Regions from separate parts of the Oryctolagus cuniculus genome. Here region 1 is linked to region 2. Evidence: chromatin contacts called from public Micro-C data. All regions are on one chromosome and are shown on one strand. Each heading gives the region's core, a stretch centred on a gene start, on an enhancer-like site or on the middle of the called end of the contact. The rest is flanking DNA. Distances are from core to core; before and after follow the strand shown. Region 1 holds the start of NXPE3 (neurexophilin and PC-esterase domain family member 3). Region 2 holds the start of PCNP (PEST proteolytic signal containing nuclear protein).

Region 1 (6,153 bases), core at 2,280-4,779, 150 kb before region 2:
CAGCTCTGGCCACTGCGGCCATTTGGGGAGTGAACCAACGGAAGGAAGACCTTTCTCTCTATCTCTCTCTCTCACTGTCTGTAATTCTACCTGTCAAATAAATAAACAAAAACCTAGAAAAAAGAAAGAACATTTCCTTTTTGTACAATAAAAATCAGTAACTGGGGTAGGCATGTAGTCTAGCAGTTAAGATGCTTGCATTCCGTATCAGAATACCTGGGTTAGATTGCCAGCTCCAGCTCCTAAATTCAGCTTCCTGCTAACATAGACCCTGGAAGTTGGTAGTGATGGCTCAAGTAATTGGGCTTCCACCACCAATGTGGGAGACCTGGATTGAGTTCCTGACTCCCAGCTTTGGCCCAGCCCAGCACCAGCAATTGTGGGCATTTGGGGAGTGAAGCAGTGTTTGAGGGTGTATTCAATCATTATTTCTCTCTCTCTCTCTCTCTCTCACACACACACACACACAAATAAATATACATATATAACTGGCTATTTACATATATTGAATTCAACCTGGCAAATCACTCTCAGATCTTAGTTTAAGGTCAATGCTTTATAAGTACTACAAAGCAACTAAAAAAATATACAAACCAAAGGCAAATGTTCCAAAAGTTATTTTTTTAAAGATTAGAATAATCATGTAGTTAAATAACCCATCTTCCCACTTCAGAAAACAAGAGATAGCTACAGAGATCTAAATAAAATGTATTATTCAAGGAATCATAACTTGAGCAGTCTTGTTTCCCAATCTTTATGAAGTATCAGAATACCACTTTACTTGTGCTTAATTTTTTTTTTTTTTTTTTTTTTTGACAGGCAGAGTGGACAGTGAGAGAGAGAGACAGAAAGGTCTTCCTTTTGCTATTGGTTCACCCTCCAATGGCTGCCGCGGCCGACACACTGCGGCTGGCGCATCACGCTGATCCAAAGCCAGGAGCCAGATGCTTCTCCTGGTCTCCCATGCGGGTGCAGGGCCCAAGGACCTGGGCCATCCTCCACTGCACTCCCGGGCCACAGCAGGGAGCTGGACTGGAAGAGGAGCAACCGGGACAGAATCCGGTGCTCCGACCGGGACTAGAACCTGGGATGCCGGAGCCGCAGGTGGAGGATTAGCCTAGTGAGCCGCGGCGCCGGCCACTTAATTTCTCATATGCAAAGGACAAGCAAAAAAGAAGATGCATGGATCTGACTTGCAGGTGACTTGTTGGGACTATTTCTGTCAAATTTTGATTGACTACTTCCCAGTCCAGGGCATGTACTAACCAATCTAACTCCTTAATGTCCTGTGGCAACAATCCTAGACTCTCCTTAGGTATCTGACTTCCTATTCCTATTGCACAAGAGAATCACAGAGTGATTGCTTACATAACTTGGAATTACAATTGTCAATAACACAAATTAAATGCTTGAGTTCAGGCACTAAACAAAGAAAATTAAACAGCAACCCCAACCTCTGGGAAGTTAATGTTCTCAGGCAACTATTTACAAAGACAATATATCAGAGGACAGTCCACATCCTAAATTTACACTCTTGACCTGTTATCCACATAAATGCAAGTGTACTAGTCAGAGAAAGGACCTGGAATTTTAATTCAGAAAATGAGGTCCCCTATATCAAAGAAAAAAGGACAGATTTACAGAGAATATACATATCTCAATTTTTCCAAAAGGCAATTGTGTTCCATAGAGTGCCAAGTAAGGCTCGGAAACTTAACAGGACAGGATAGACAGAAGGAAGCACTGAAGACCCATGCAAGACTAAGACAGTAACGGGTAACCCCTGAACAAGGATGAAGCACAGTGACCCACAGTGCTCCTGGGATTCCACTCCCTTTTCACGTGCTCCTACCTCAGGAGCCCAAAGTGCTGACTCACCTGGACCTTCTCCTGACCTTCTTCCAAAGCAGGGTCCCATGGAGATGATACCGCAGATAGAGCAGTATTCAAATGAGTTAAATAAACCACAAAGTCCTAAGTGCTGTCCGGAAATTAAATAAATAAATAAGGCATACTGACAGGTCATGGTCGTTAACCCTGTACAAATATTAATAATCATCTGGAAACTTTTCAAAATACCAGTGCCTAGGCCTCACCCACCCAATTAAATTAGAATCTGTAGGAGTAGGCCTCAAAAAACAACTTCTGTAAAAGGTCCCTGAGCAGCCAAGTAGGATAAACATCAGTGGATAAGCGGTAACATTTCTGAAAAGACGTCTCAATAGTCCCCGAGATCAACCCAAATCGCAGAGCAACGGGGGCAGCCAACTTCACTTCACTTCCTTTCTCAGGAGCCCCACAGGGACTGTGAGGATGACAGAAACAGAAAGAAGATACTGAACACAAAGGGAAGCAGAACCCAAACACTGTGGAGGCATAGTATGCCACTGCAAGCAACCAGAGAGGGTCTGGGAGTCCCGCCAGCTTCCAATCCACCCTGATGTTCTGAACGATAACTGACCACAGTGGGGGGAGTGTGATTCTCTTCTTTAGGAAATGTGGCAACAGCCTCCTTTAGAATAATTTTAAAAAAAAAGCAAAAAAAAAATTAAAAACCATCTCTTCTTTCTCTCTCTCCACACACACACACACACACACACACACACACACACAGTATAAATCTTGCCTAAGAATCCCTCCTGGCATCACCCTAATGGCCTCTAAGGCTGAGATGGGTGACAGAGCAGGGTCTCCACATCACATCTTGTAAAGTCACACTTTTCTTCCCCATACGACCTGCATCTGATGTCCCCAAACGGCAGGTCATTAAGGCCACAGCAGTCCAACTCGCGATAGTACCACCAGCCAAGAGGCAGCTGATGGCCTGGGCAGAGATGAGAAGGGACGGGGACTAACGGGGCGGCGTGGCCAAGCGGCCGGCTGCGGGTTAGCGAGGGTCCGGGGCCGCCGCGCTGCGGCGTTGCGAAAACTGCGCGTCGTGATGCTCGCGCCCCGCCCCACTCCCTCCCGGCCTGGATCCGCCTCGGCTCTTGCTCCTCAGGTCCAAGGCTGCGGCAGCCTGGGGCTCCAACTGTGCGTCCGCCTTGGGCCACAGCCTCCCCTCCCAGGCCCGGGGCTCCCAGCCGTGACCCTCGGGGCCGCGGGGAGGGAGTCCCAGAGGGGACTCGGGACCCGGCGCGCGCGGAGGGAGAGGCTTTGCAGCCGAGTGGAGCGCACGAGGAGGTGAGCGGTGGGGGTCCCTGCACTGGCAGGGTCCGGCCCGGAGCCCGCACAATCCCGCATCGCCGCACTCACCTCGGAGTCCAGCCGCTGGTGAGTCAAGCTCCCCCGGCAGGGTACACTGACGCCCCAACTCGTCGCCAGGCCTCTCGCTCCAAGCTTCCTGACCCCGCTACGTCTACTTACCCCCGACCCTCAGCTCCGATTGGGCAAGCTCTGGGAGGGGCGGGGCGAGGATGTCGATTGACAGTTGAGGGGCCCAGAGGCGAGGACCCGCTGCTAGCGCTCTCCCAGCTCCTGACTGCCGGGCTGCTAGGCGGCAGGTGATCCCGAGGCACTTCGCTTTTCCTCTGCACGCAACTGCTTGTGACCTTTAGATGTCAGGGTTTCGCTGCCAGCATCCGGCTCAAGGCTTTTTCTCTGGTCTGCCAAAGTGTTCACAACCCGAGATAGCCCTACTTGGGCAGTCTTTCTCGTGCAGTGATAAAGTTCATTGTTCCCTATATCCGAGAAACCCTATTTGCCAGGCACGAGCACAGAAGATGACCGGCCTTTGAATCTCTCCTTGCTCTGAAATTAATCTATTTCTTCCATTTGTCTCGAAACAGCGCATTCTTTTTACTCTTACTGTACATGACGTGGATCTCCTGGCAAAAGTACCAGAATACTCTTTTCCCCCAATTTTGGGTCACGCTATTTTGGACGTTCTTCTCAGTGGTAAAAGTTAGTCACAGTTATATGAAATTGAAGAATAAGACTCGTTTTCAGGAGACAGCCAGAACCTTGCTCAGGAAGCAGGAAAGGATTGCTGTCCCCCCCTCTGCGTGCCCCAAACACAGTGGGGCTAGCCGAATTTATATAAGCAAAATCCTGGCCCCTAGACTATTATCCCAAGGTTGAGGAAGAAGAATTAATATAAATTATAACTGACATGAATTATTTTTATATTTGTTGACCACAATGGACTCTGTGTGCTCATTCTGATAGTTTCACCACAGACCTACATGCATGGGTAACCAGACCCAGGAACGGAATAAAGTTCTGCCATTGGTTAGTCACTTCTGGGTAGTCACTTCATTCTCCTTCTGCCTGGAGGACATTCAATCTTCCAGGGCCTTTCGTGGTCATAAAAGGTGGCTTCCAGGCCTGTATGCCTAGCCAAAAAGAGCCCCACATGCAAGATTCCTGCTTAGGTTAAACCATATCTCCCATGATGGATGCCCAAGCACCCAGGCACCCACCCTTCATAGTTTGGCTATCAGGTGGTGAATATTTAGACAGAAGATGATGGTCTCTAGGTCATAGCTTTTTTTCCTCATTAACCTCATTTACTCCCAAGCACTCATAATCCTGAGGCTTTTGAATGGTCTTACATATATTTTACAGCCAAAGCCACAAACAAGAGCAGTACAGGCCTCAAAGACCCCTTTATCATTACCAGATTCTTTTAAAAAAAAAAAAGATGTATTTATTAATTTGGAAGTCAGAGTTACAGAAAGAGAGATGGATTATCGCTTCTCAGCCTTTTAGCTAAGATCAAGTGTGGAGAGAGAGGGATCATCCATCTGCTAGTTCACTCCCCAAATGGTCAAAACAGCAGGGCTGGGCCAGAACAAAGCCAGGAGCCAGGAGCTTCATCCAAGTCTTCCACCTGAGTGCAGGGGCCCAAATACTTGGGCCATCTTCTGCTTTCCCAGGAGCATTACCAGGGAGCTAGAGTGGGAGTGCAGCACCCAGGACTCTGACGCTCACATGGGATGCTGGTGTCTCAGGCGGTAGCTACACCACAACACTGGCCCCATCATTATCAGATTATTAGATTTCTCACTGCTAAGTCACCATACACCCAACTCAGAACATTCAACACAGGATATGTTTATGCAAAGAATATGTGCTTTGGATCCTAGCCTGCCTGAGCTGGACCACGGCTTTGTTTGTTAACATCATGGGCAAATTACAATACATCTCTGAACTTGTTTTTTTTTTTTTTTTGGTCTAATGAAAATTAAGGAAAACATCACCTGTACTTAGAAATAAATGAGAAAACAAATCAAAAATATCTAGTCCAGTGTCCCAGATCTCCTCCTCTTGAATTTCCTATCTCAGGTAATGGCATAGCTAAAGAATTTCTGAATGTTCCATTTATGATAATCTTACTCTAGGAGAAAAACTGGCAACATAAGTTTATATGTTATGATATGAAACCAAAGTAACTGGTCATTTCTGCCATGTCTACAAAAATGGTTTAGATGCTGTTGTTACTGAACTTTGTGATGGGGGGCCGGCGCCGAGGCTCACTTGGTTAATCCTCCGCCTGCGGTGCCGGCATCTCACCTCTGCTGTGGCCCGGGAGGGCAGTGGAGGATGGCCCAAGTGCTTGGGCCCCTGCACCTGCACTGAAAACCAGGAAGAAGCTCCTGACTCCCGGCTTCAGATCGGCCCAGCGCCAGCTGTGGCGGCCATTTGGGGGTTGAACCAACAGATGGAAGACCTTTCTCTCTCTCTCTCTCTCTCTCACTGCCTGACTCTGTCAAATAAAAAACAAAACAAAAACAGAAACTAAACTTTGTGATGGAGCAAGGACATGAGCTTTAGAGACATTTTAGCTCCTTGCCTGAAAGCAGATCCAGTCCCCCGACAGAATTCCTAGCCCCTGCATTCTTTGTCAACCAACTCAGTCCAACCTCTGCATTCTTCCTCAACTAGCAGTCCACAGAGAGGACGGTGGGTCGAGATTAAAAGCCTGCAAAAAGCCTGTACAAACCAGCTCAGCTCTGCCGACTGTACTCCCCTCCAGATCCTCAGCTACCCCAAACGATGTAAGTCCCAATCTGCAGGAGGACCAGGCTTTCTTTTTTTCTTTTTCTTTCTTTCTTTTTTTTTTTTTTTTTTTTGACAGGCAGAGTGGACAGTGAGAGAGAGAGACAGACAGAAAGGTTTTCCTTTTCCATTGGTTCACCCCCCAATGGCCGC
Region 2 (5,840 bases), core at 3,011-5,510:
CAGTGAGAGAGAGACAGAGAGAAAGGTCTTCCTTTGCCGTTGGTTCATCCTCCAATGGCCGCCGCGGCCGGCGCGCTGCGGCCGGCGCACCGCGCTGATCCGATGGCAGGAGCCAGGAGCCAGGTGCTTTTCCTGGTCTCCCATGGGGTGCAGGGCCCAAGCACCTGGGCCATCCTCCACTGCACTCCCTGGCCACAGCAGAGGGCTGGCCTGGAAGAGGGGCAACCGGGACAGAATCCGGCGCCCCAACCGGGACTAGAACCCGGTGTGCCGGCGCCGCTAGGCGCCGGCCTTAATATGCACTCTTAACACTGATTTTGTTTAGACCAAAAAGTGGCATTTTAGCCTAGCAGTTAAGACACCCACTACTCAATTCAGAGTAGCTCAGTTTAATATCTGACTCCATCTCCTGCCTCCAACTAATGTAGACCGTGGGAGGCCGTAGAGACAGCTCAAGTAACTAGGTTCCTGTGACACTTGTAGATCTGGAATGGAATAAGTTCGTAGTTTCTGGCTTCAGACCTGGCCAATGCGAGCAACAGGGGGAGTGAACCAGTGGATGGGAGCTCGCTCTTTTTATCTCAAGTAAATAAATACATTAATATTTAAAATTCAATAAAGGAATTTTTTTATCCCCTTTGGACAAGGGGTGAAAGTTGTAATGATAATGTAAAGGAAGGAATTAGATTTTGGGATTTTCTCAGGAAGCAAAGATAGCACTATTTGAGGTGTCATTTGCTTACGTATGTATGAAGTTACAAAAGAACCTGAAGAATTTTTAAAGACTGCTATTTAACAGTTGTAAAACAGAACTCAATTCAATACAAATGGGATCTTACTCTCAAATAAAAATATTAATAACATTAAATATGACAATGGAATTCCTATGTGCTAATAAATGGAATATAATACTAATGCCATTATGCCACAATAATGAATTCCATGGAGACTGCTCCAGAAAAGAGTACAAAAAGGGACATGGGAGAACTCTTCTTCCACTCATTAAGTGGAAACTGCTCAATTTTATTCACATCTGTATTGTCTTCAGAAGAGGCAAAACTAGACCATCAATATGACAGGTCCACATTGAACATTAAAGATACTGTGTTTATTAAAAGTCACTTCTACACATAACTGATTCCAGATCCAGCAATTTCTAGACAAGTAAAAACTGATCTTGCCCACTCTAAGTGTTTTTGGTTTTTTAAAGCAACTGTAAAAACTATCAGTATGAGCGGATCAGATCTACTCTTCAGTGAAGAGGTGGGGACAGCAGGGAATGAAGGAAGGTGGGTGCATTATTGGCCCTCATTTCTTAGCTTTAAAAAGCTCAACGTGTCACATAAATTGAGATGCTATTTTCTCTTTACATAACCCTCTTAATAGTTATGTAGTAAATACACAAAGCATTTAGGGAAAAAGTAAATGGAATAAATAATGGAGATGGGAAACTATGACAAATCTATGACACTAAAAATGTGATATTACAGTTTTTATAATTCCATGTACATACATTATTTGAAAATTATAAACCACATCATGTACCACTTTAAACTTGGGGTTTTTAATCAAGGTCCTCTATAATGGGACATTTTATATTTGGGGACTGTAGGAAACAAAATTTTTGGTGACCATGAATTGTGACTGTGAAAATTTTTAGTAATGTAAACTATAAATAGCCAAAATAAAATCACATCACTTTACACATGAAGCAAATTATATCAAATTACTAGATTCTTAATGTGAAATAAAATTCACATGGTGCTACTGTTTTTCTTCTCCACTGAAAAGCTAGAAGAGTTTTGGAAGCTAGAAGGCTTTGGAGCACAAACAAAATTACCTCTTAAGAAAGTCTGAGTCCAAAAAGTGCCTCTCAAGGTCCATTTGCATTATGGTAGCTTCTTCATATGGAAAAAGGGCAAACAGCTATCTTTCAGGACTGCTGTGCAGTTTACATAAGAATGTAGTCAAGACCTCACTAGTGCCTGGCATAGTGTCAATTTCACTGAAGTAGTTCTTAGCACAACCTAATAAAGCTGGAGATGGTGGTGATTATGTATGAACAGCTTTTCTCTGAAATTTCTACAAATTTCAAAGAGCTACAAATTTTTAAATAAACTTAGAAAAAAAATCTACACAAAACCTTACTGTATTTTTGGAAACTGAAAGCAGGTAGTTCAAGTAATCAGCTTCTCTCAGAGATGTAAATTAATATCAACTATAAAAGTAACTTTCCCATAAAAAAATACTATGCTTTCAATTTAGTGGATTGTTCAATAGGTTTGTAAAAGCTCATTCTAGTCTGTAGTCAAATCCCAAAGACAAACCTAACATTTTTTTAAAAAATTGTGTCACAAAATTACCAACTTAACAATATTCACAGAATTACATGTTTTAATTGTGATTCCGAGGCACAATTTCATAAAAATACCTGACACCTAAAAATGGTTTATATGCAATAGTACTAGTTTCTTGTAAAGGAAATGACACAAACTAGGTAGAAGTTAAGGCGTGACATTTTCTTCTCCGTTATAAAAAAAATTTCCTGATAATTTATACTACCCTCTCCCTCCCCCAAGTGCTAAAATGGGAATATCAATATTCATCAAAGCTAATATCTCTCAACTGAAAGGGTGGCAGGTATATAGTGGATTTACGTTGTCACTTCGGGTACACTCCGGCAGCGCCTTAAACACACCTCTGCAACTCTACCAAGACAGGTAAAAAGCCAGCCTTAAAGTTTAAGACACAGGAGATTCTTCAGGCTACAGGTGTTATGTGGAGGACTGGCCAAAGACTTTACTACAGGGCACTTAGGTTTTCTTTAAACTAGTTGTAAATTCTTGTGTAATTTTACTCCACAATTTCCAAGAAAGTTTTTTTTTGGGGGGGGGGGAGGGGGAAGGATCCCTACCGAGGAAGCCCTACAACTGTTTTTTCATATGCTATTTTACTAGTTAAAAAAAAAAAAAGAGGATGAAGTCTCAGCTCAAACTAGTAGCACTCTACATGCTTCTTTTAAAAAAGGAAATTCTGAATTCAAAGCAACGGAACATTACACTTAATAGTTATGTTTGTTACCATAATTCACATTAAACATTGCTCTACTAGATGCCTGTATATGCTATTATCTCCTGTATTTTTTCATACTAAATACTCTCAGGGATAAGACTTGAGGGAGTGGGAATACAGAATAATATTTAAAACTTCTAAACAAGACAGTATGAGCGGATCGCACGTGTCTAGTCATTGCCTTCTTACGACAAAGCGGGGTGGGGGGACTGGAGAGATCACATCTTCTTTTCCTTAATGCAGAACACCCCAGTTTACGGGGCCGCAGTGGTTAGAATAAGGCAAGCCGTAACCTGATTAACATCGTAACAAAATACAAGAGTCACCCTTGCCTATTTAGCCTCCTAAATATCTGGCATGCGGGCAGCTGGCAGCAGCCTGAAAAGGCACGGTACTTCAGAAAAAGGCGGCCACCCTCCAGCTCGAGACCCCGGAGCTTAAACCAGGGGCAGGCAAAGGCACTCTCTCGCCCGGGCCCATCCCGCTATAGAGTCCGGGCTTCGCAGAACGCGGGGGGAAAGAGCAGGCCGGGGTTGTCCACCTCCTCAGCCAGAAAGCGCCGCAGACGTAATCGGCTCCAACGTGTAACCGAGAGGCCGACACAGTCGGAAAGTCGGCCTGCGGCCAGTTCCCGCGGTCGCGGCTCGGTGGCTCGCCTGGGAATGTGTGCGTTTCGTGTGATGAACGTCTCCTGTGTATTTTGTGTGATGTGCGTCCCCGGTATGGCGGTGAGCGGCCCCTGCACCGCCGATTCTGGTCCCACCCTAAGTTTTCGTTCTCCCTTACTGGCGCCCTTTTCCCTTCTCCCTCAGAGGCAGGGCCTCCGCTGGACCACACGGTGACCAAAGTGGCCCACTCTCCCCCGGCAAAGAGGCGCTGAAGGCCCCGATCCCAGTGGGCCTCACGGGCGTGCCCGGGGCTCGTCTGGGCCCAGCACCGGGCCGGGTGAATGCCTGATCCGCCCACTCTTGTCCCCACCCAACGCCCCCCACCCCGGGGAACTCAAAGAAAAGCCCAGAGCATCCCACGCAGCCCGCGACGCTGGGGTTGTGTTCACCTCCGGCGGCTCCAGCTCGCTGCGGCTTTTCGGGCTTCTCTTCTCCCGCCTTCCCGTCCGCCATTTTCCCCGCCGCGGCCTCCCCTGCAGCCACGCCAAGGACGTCACGGCCCCGCCCAACAACCACTGAGCTGTGGGGCCGGCCGGCGAGATGGCAGCCTAGAGTGGCCCCGGAGAGTGAAAAGCGGCCTCTTCGCGAACGGAAGTGGACGTGACGTCGTCGATTAGCCGCCCCTGAACGGGGAGGGGGGGAAGGTGGGTGGTCTTTCTGGAGGACTGGTTGCAGATTTCGCTGCTGGACTCTTAGGTTTTCATGCTCCAGGGCCAGAGCCAGGAAGGTCGGGGCAGGTGTAAGCGTCTCAGGAAGGGTTGGTGGAATCTTGGAAGGTGTTTGCAAACTCGGACGTGGTTGCGGTTAAACCTAGCCGGGTCTTTTCACTGTTGGCTGCATCACGTGGATCCGCCTACTCTGCGTTCCCTACTTAACGGGGGAATGAACTTTTATCGAGCGCCCTCAAGTGTTAAGACACTTTTCCTACACTATGGTTTAATCCCCCGCAATAGTTCAATGCAGAATTTACCTTTGTTTTAAGTATCCATGAGTTAGGAATCAGAGAAAGAAATAGTCCAAGGTGACGAAGCGAAATGGTAACACCCCCTGTTCCGCAGGTCGCAGTCTTTCAAGTTGACAAGCTTTTTCCTTGCTGAGGAACTTCTGGTGGATTCCCAGGGTCTGCAGAATAAAGTCCGTGTGTTGTATTACGACCCAGCCTACCTTTGCGGTCTCATCTTCCTTTTTCTATATATTTATCCCCCCGTTCTAGCCAAACGGAGTCGATTACTTGCCTCGCTAGGAAGCTGGACTTTATGGATTTGTTTTCTAATGTACAGTCAACATTAGACATCAGTCGTAAGAATCACTAGTTAGGTTTGAATCCCTGACTTGCCTTTTCCTTATCGAGTACCTTGAGAGTGGCTTACTGTCTGTACACCTACCTTTGCTGTATAGACTAGAAATAGTAACACCCCCTCAAAGCTGATCATGGGGATCAAATAAGGTATAGAATTTCTGTATAACATTCTTTTATTTACTTTTTTATTCCCACAGTGTGTGCTCTGGGTTGAAGTCTGTGGTCCGTTATTTTCATCATATGATGTATGCAAAAGTGACCAGGAAACTCTTAGAGCAGGCACTTAATTATTGTTTGTTCCAGTTTTCCTATATGTGATCTTCGCAAGGTAATCATTAGACTATCTTTTTTAAAAAAAGATTTATTTAGTAGAGACTATCATTTTTAAGTAGAGACATGAACAGGACATTTTTAGGTAAAATTATGTATGTACTTATTTATAGATGCTTGTATTTTTAAGTGACAAAAATAGATCTCAGAGTGATCACATCTTAGGAGCAGATCAGTTCCCACAGACCACACTGCAGAAGTTAATGATGGAAAACAGTAATCCACTCACCTGTCAGTTCCATAAGGTTACACTGTGACTTGTTTTGGTCACCACCATTTCCTCAGGTCCTAGATTACACCAATCTCAATATATATTCATTGGAAAAGTGAGTGCAAGTTGCTGTAACCCCCTCCAGATGGACTGGGGACTGAAGAGGCCATGTAGTACAAGGCAGAGAGAAGCAGTTCTGGATTACACAAAAGTGGATTTAATTTCTGACTGCCATTTGCTAATTCTTTGAGTTTGTACT

Evidence for each region. A called contact is a pair of places that touch in the nucleus more often than the background predicts.
Region 1: a Micro-C map of ear pinna shows a contact between it and region 2, with 8 times the contacts expected there. The contact joins the promoter of NXPE3 here to the promoter of PCNP in region 2. A contact is called at or near these places in 3 of 6 Hi-C or Micro-C datasets (ear pinna, psoas muscle and an unstated tissue).

Annotation. Positions count from the first base shown.
Region 1 is chr4:56,411,691-56,417,843 of mOryCun1.1, reverse strand. NXPE3 (neurexophilin and PC-esterase domain family member 3) reads right to left here and starts at 3,529. Exons shown (of 8, transcript XM_008267010.4): 1 at 3,256-3,529; 2 at 1,879-1,981. LOC108178010 (a long non-coding RNA gene) reads left to right here and starts at 2,827. Exons shown (of 3, transcript XR_007908922.2): 1 at 2,827-3,273.
Region 2 is chr4:56,260,124-56,265,963 of mOryCun1.1, reverse strand. It overlaps PCNP (PEST proteolytic signal containing nuclear protein), which reads right to left and starts at 4,260. Exons shown (of 5, transcript XM_002716731.5): 1 at 4,130-4,260. The coding sequence starts at 4,193. LOC138849267 (a long non-coding RNA gene) reads left to right here and starts at 4,220. Exons shown (of 2, transcript XR_011387829.1): 1 at 4,220-4,384; 2 at 4,799-4,898.